Linked DNA regions of Mus musculus: region 1 is linked to region 2. A link is a contact called in public HiChIP or PLAC-seq data. All regions are on one chromosome and are shown on one strand. Each heading gives the region's core, a stretch centred on a gene start, on an enhancer-like site or on the middle of the called end of the contact. The rest is flanking DNA. Distances are from core to core; before and after follow the strand shown.

Region 1 (2,959 bases), core at 335-2,834, 310 kb before region 2:
TGACCCCCCAACCATAAACTCATTCTTGTTGCTACTTCATAACTATAATTTGCTACTGTTATGAAACTTAATGTAAATATCTAATGAGCAGTATATCTGACATGCAACCCCCAAAGGGGTCTCCACCCACAGGTTGAGAACCAATGACCTAGACTTTGAAACCAACTCTCCATTGTTAATAATCTTGAATGGTGTAAATTCATTATGAATAGTTGTTACTCTATACTATCCAGGGAACAATGGTAACAAAAACAAAAAGACCAGCTGAGCAGTGGTGGCGCACATGTTTAATCCCAGCACTTGGGAGGCAGAGGCAGGTGGATTTCTGAGTTTGAGGCCAGCCTGGTCTACACAGTGAGTTCCAGGATAGCCAGGGCTACACAGAGAAACCCTGTCTCAAAAAACAAAAAACAAAACAAAACAGACCAAAATGTTGTGTGCTTCCAGTATTGATTTCGGATGCATGGTTGATTGATTGAGACCAAGTTGATTGACTACTACACGATTGTGGTTGTAGACACTCCAGATTCTGAGGTGCACCAGTACTGTTAATGATCCCTGGACTTTTTTTCTATTTATGTGGAGGCAATAGAGACTCTGTGATGAAGAGACCAGCTGCCTTAGAAATGGAAAACCCAGGCGTTTCAACCCAGGGCCCAATTATCAAACAGCATACACACCAAGGTTCTCCCTACCTCTCCCCACGTCGGTGTGACCTCAAGAGCCAGGCTGGATATGGGTTGGATTTTGCACTCTTGGTCATGTAACCTCTCACATCTAACTTGAGGAGAGGCAGCCAGCTGCCACCGGATCTGGCTCTGTGGAAAATTCTCTAGCTACAGCCCCTGACCTCTGCCTCCATCCTGTCAGCTTACACTACCCGTGATTGTCCTTGAAATTGACTTTCGGGTTGCATGTTGGGACATTTCCAGTGTTTGATGCCTCTTTAGCTCATCCTTCTGGGCGTGTAACTCCAGATAGGGTAGCTGTTTGCTTCCCCCAACACACACTCCCCATCAATTCTAGATGAACCTTTCTGATGTCCCTGGACACATTCCTGCTGAAGATGTTGGCTCTGCTAAGCCTTAGCTCGCCAAGGCCAACCTGGCTGTTTTGCCTGTTCTGGTAAGATCCTTCCTTCCTTAAGTGCTTGATTTTGAAATGACATCAACCCTTCCGACTTATACACCAAATGAGCTAAGTGAGCTATTGTGCGTTTCCTGAAAGCCAAACCAGAATGACATCATGACAGCTGCGTTGGGCAGTGTCAATCGTGGTGACCTTAGGATCAGCGTTGTCTAGGTGAACACCAATGACCACTTCCATTGGTTTTCAATTTGATGAGCCAGCCCCTGACCCACTGTGGAACCACAGAGGCCAGCAGAAGTCCTGATCTTGAGAGGCCCTTAGTCTCCGGGGACTCTTAAGAGTCCTGCAATGATTTCACATCACTCTTTGCACCGTTCCCTGGATGATGGTAAGCCGGGAGGATTGGGACAGGAGGGGGTCAGACCAGCACATTCCTAAATGGGGAATGTGTGGAAAATTCCTCACTGGTGCCAAGCATGTGAACGCCTGTGTTCACTCAAGAGGGCTAAATATAGATGCATCAACCACCCACACTGTCCTGGTGACAGAGTCCAGGCACCTCAGAGCCCACGAAGGCCATTCCTCTCCGGTGACTGTTTAGTCTAAGACAGGCTTCCCTTCAAATAGAAACTTGTGGAGCACTCAGTTCTCCTCAAGTCAGTGTTCATGGCTTCTTAGCATCATCTCCCATTTCATTACATACCTCTCCTTCGCAGTCCTGGCTTTCCTGTTATTTCAGTGTGATACATGATCTTAAATGTGGAACCCAAGATGATCAGGGGCCAGGAAACATCATAGGAGGTCTACTCCCCTGGACAGTCTTTGAAGACTTGGCTCCCCATGTGTACTGGCTGGTTTTGTGTGTCAACTTGACACAAGCTGGAGTTATCACAGAGAAAGGAGCTTCAGGTGAGGAAATGCCTCCATGAGGTCCAGCTGTAAGGCATTTTCTCAATTAGTGATCAAGCAGGGAGGGCCCATTGTGGGTGGTGCCATCCCTGGCCTGGTGATCTTGGGTTCTATAAGAAAGCAAGCTGAGCAAGGCAGGGGAAGCAAGCCAGTAAGCAGCACCCCTCCAAGGCCTCTGCATCAGCTCCTGCTTCCTGACCTGTTTGAGTTCCAGTCCTGACATCCTTTGGTGATAAACAGCAGTGTGTAAGTGTAAGCTGAATAAACCCTTTCCTCCCCAACTTGATTCTTGGTCATGATGTTTTGAGCAGGAATAGAAACCCTGACTAAGACACCATGCGACAGACTTCTGAGAATCTGGCCGTCCCTCTTTTCTAGCTAAATACACCTGGCAGAGCATAGAAGCCACTCATCCCTGCAACAACAAACAACTGGACGAGTAGCCAAGCCTCGAGCCAGTCTGCCATACTCTGTTACCTTAACCTGCTTAGTCTGCTGTTATCTGTTTGGATGACTGACACTACCTCATAGACCTGGTGGAAATAGGAAGTGAAAAAGTCTCTCCTAGTTAACATCACATGTGTGACTCCACACTTGGGCACTGGCCATCCACGCCCCTTCTTGAATGAGCAACTAATCCATAAAACTAAGGTTGTATCCAGTGTCTCTGGATGGCTTCCCCTCCACTGAATCTAGAAACAAAAAGCTTATACACTACCAGACACTAACTGAGTGCCTACTGTATGCCAGGCAAATGGTACTTTGGCCTCCAAGAAACCAGTATCTCAGAGTACGCTGGTACACCAGCAATTATAGCAGAGTGTGAGGTAGCCCAGGAGGTCAGGATGTCTTGGAGATTTAAACTGAGGCCAGAGGAGAAATAAAAAGTGTCTGTGAAAGGAATGTCTTAGGCAGAGGCCAAGAGGAACAGTGATACAAGACAGCACTGGGGGCTTCTGGG
Region 2 (2,792 bases), core at 133-2,632:
CCACACACATAACAAATGCCATCACCAGAAACCAGTAAGAACAAGATGCGTATCTGATGTTTTCCACTCTCATCTTTGTACCTGAAAAATTACGGTACGTGTGAGCAGAGATCTTTAATAACTGTCAACACACGATTAGCTATGTCCACGTGACAGCAAAATACAACTACCTAACAACTTAAAAGCCAAAACGGCTATGTGACAGGGATCTATTTCTTTAAGTCACTTCCCACCTATTTATTGTCAGAGACGTCCCACTGGTTTTCATAACAGACTTAAAAAAAAAAAAAAAGCCTGTTTTGTGTCTTAACGCTTGAGAGTCTACGGTATGAATTTTTCTTTTGAAAGGACCTCCTGTCGCCTTTAAATGATACCAAAACCATCTCATGCTTATCCTGAAGGAAAGTTTTGAGCTAAGACAGAAATTATGGCTCTGACTTCCTGCGCTCTTACGTTCTCTGGTAACCGCTCCTAACTTTACCAACCAGCAAATATTCCTGTGAAGCACTTACATAACAAAAGAGTGCAGGCGCCTCTGGCACGCCGCCAAGCGTACTTCTCTGGGTGTTTGTATTTAAAATAGAACGGTAGTAACATCACTTGCAAGCCTTTCCCTGCACAGACTCAGAATGAAGGGGGTTGAAAAATGGATGGAGCAAGCCTTACCATTCTAGGGCTCCAAGGAAATAACACATCGGTGCTAAATTAAGACGAAGACACGGACCGAATTATCCCGAGCTGGGGGTGGAGAGGGGTGGGAGCTCGCTTAGGCTAACCCGCTGTCGCCTCTGAAACACCGTGCTCAACCTGACATCCCCGGAAGGTGCGAGTGGGTTGCAGCCTCTCTCCGGCGGAGCAGAAGATGTGGGCAGCGGGGAGCGGGCTCTCTGATGCCAGAGAAGCCAGCAAAAGGCACCGCCTCCGCCCCGCTCTGCACCTGTCTCCAGCCGGATCGGGACGCGCGGACAGCAGTCGCTCACCTGGGTCTGGAGGAGCCAAGAAGGATGTGCAGAGAGACCAGAGCAGCCTCCGGGAGCATCCCGGGCCGGGCTACCTCCGCACGCAGCTCCTTCGCAGCTGGAGTTTGCAACGCGCCCACGCGTCCAGACTCCTGACCCACCCGGGTCTTCTGCAACTTGACAGAGCGCGGGCTGAGGTGGCGCAGGTGGCGAGCTTAGGGCACCGGGGTACCTGGGGCCGTGGCCGCAGCCAGCCCTCCGCCCGCGCACTTCACCACTGGGCACCGCCCAAGCCGCCGGGCTCTGATCACAGGGATGGCCCGGGCTGAGGACGCCTCGCCGGACAAAGACGCCGCTCCCGCCCACCCTCCAGTGAGGTGCCGTCCGCGGTGACAGAAGCCGGGCTGCAGCGGCCCGAGGCGCGCACCCCCTCCCGGCCGCCCGGAGATGCTCGCGAGCCCCGGCGCCTCCTCTCGTCCGGAGCCCCGTGGGGGGAGCCGAGCGCCCTCTGCTGGCCCGACACGACCCGGCAGCTCACGGGACCACAGTGGTCCGGAGCATCCAGCCTCAGACCCCAGAGAAAGGAGAAGCAGCCTGAGGTCGCTGACCTAGACTCCTGACTCCCACGAGTGGGATGTGCTGTGGTCCAATCGGAAGAGAGAGCCTCTTTTAATTGCGTGCAGCAGGAAGAATTGGGGTCCAGCGGGTGAACTCGCAAGGGATGTAGCGGGGCTGATGGACAGGAGACTAAAGAAGTCTCTGTAAGGGTTTTGTGTGTGATTGTGTGCGGGTTTGGCGGGGGTGGGGGTGGGGGAGTTGGGGTGTTTGAGGCAGGATCTCACTTGAGACTCACAGATATCCTCTTGCCTCTGCCTCCAAATCTAGGGGTAATGCATAGCCGGCTACCCACTTGAAAGACTCTTGTCTCAACGCAAGCTTGTCTGCTTCGTAGTTCACAACGTTCCTCAGAAGTAAACATGAACGCAGGACTTCTCAGTAGCCCTTCCAGGTCGCCTGAAAGCAGCGCACCTGGGAAGCCTGAAGACAGCCGGGGGGCTTCTCCAGCCTCTGGCTCACAAGATTTGGGACAGACTGACAGAGAAGACAATGAGATGCTGGCTTACTGATGTGCTTGCTCGCTTTCTCTTGGGGGTCGGGAGTGTGGGGAAAATGGGCTCCCTCCCCCACCCCAGCATTGCTGTGCCGAGCAACATTTTATACCAGCTGAATTTTTGTACTAACTGGTCTATATTGTGAAGGGAAATCATGAAAGAGCACTTTTCACACGGCTGTCTTTTTACATTATTCTATGTGGCCTCCCATTTCTTCTGGAGGAATCTAGGGCACGTTTTATCGCTTTTCCTGTCACCTTCGGGTGTTAACAAGCGGTCTGACTGGCTGTTATTACAAAGTCCAGTCCAATCTAAATCAAACTTTAAGCTCATTTCATTTAAGCCTTCGCCCCTCCCTTCCCCTAACTCACAAACCCCAGCCTGACTTAAACCTAGAAAGATAGTAAAGCCTCCTTTGTGCCATTCACTTTCCTATTTGGGTGCTCTGTGAAGCCCATGCCTCCCAGGTGCAAGGAATGAGGTCCTGGCGCTACAGCTCCTTCCTCGGGCCACTCCCACTCCTCCAGGGACTCATCCCACCCCCACCCCCATCCCACAGGCAGACCTGACCATCTTCCACCACATCGGCTGACAGTGTTCATTAAACTCTCTACAGAAGCTCTGGTTAGCTTCTTCCTTGAGCCTCACACTCCAGATGACAGGCACCAGCTTCTTCAACACATTTCTTCTCAGGCACACAGTGAGTGAGCCCTTCCTCCTC

Evidence for each region. HiChIP or PLAC-seq counts read pairs in DNA pulled down with a chosen protein or histone mark.
Region 1: a contact with region 2 is called in an H3K27ac HiChIP or PLAC-seq map of heart atrium, with 6 read pairs. The contact joins the enhancer-like site here to the promoter of Mtus2 in region 2. A contact is called at or near these places in 4 of 39 promoter capture datasets (the HPC-7 cell line, embryonic stem cells, liver and 1 more), 1 of 484 Hi-C or Micro-C datasets (forebrain), 11 of 115 datasets of contacts at active chromatin or transcription factors (embryonic basal ganglia, embryonic forebrain, embryonic hindbrain and 6 more) and 2 of 9 other capture datasets (adipose tissue and pancreatic islet).

Annotation. Positions count from the first base shown.
Region 1 is chr5:148,270,871-148,273,829 of GRCm38.p6, reverse strand. The region is part of intron 7 of Mtus2 (microtubule associated tumor suppressor candidate 2); the gene reads right to left. Among named protein-coding and RNA genes, the nearest start is that of Gm46928, 120 kb to the right of the region's middle. Within about 2 kb of position 1,584, at least 34 of the 459 cell types and tissues checked have an H3K27ac peak or open chromatin away from gene starts, as enhancers often do. A contact at or near this core is called in heart atrium, where this site is marked.
Region 2 is chr5:147,955,910-147,958,701 of GRCm38.p6, reverse strand. It overlaps Mtus2 (microtubule associated tumor suppressor candidate 2), which reads right to left and starts at 1,382. Exons shown (of 15, transcript NM_001359503.1): 1 at 981-1,382.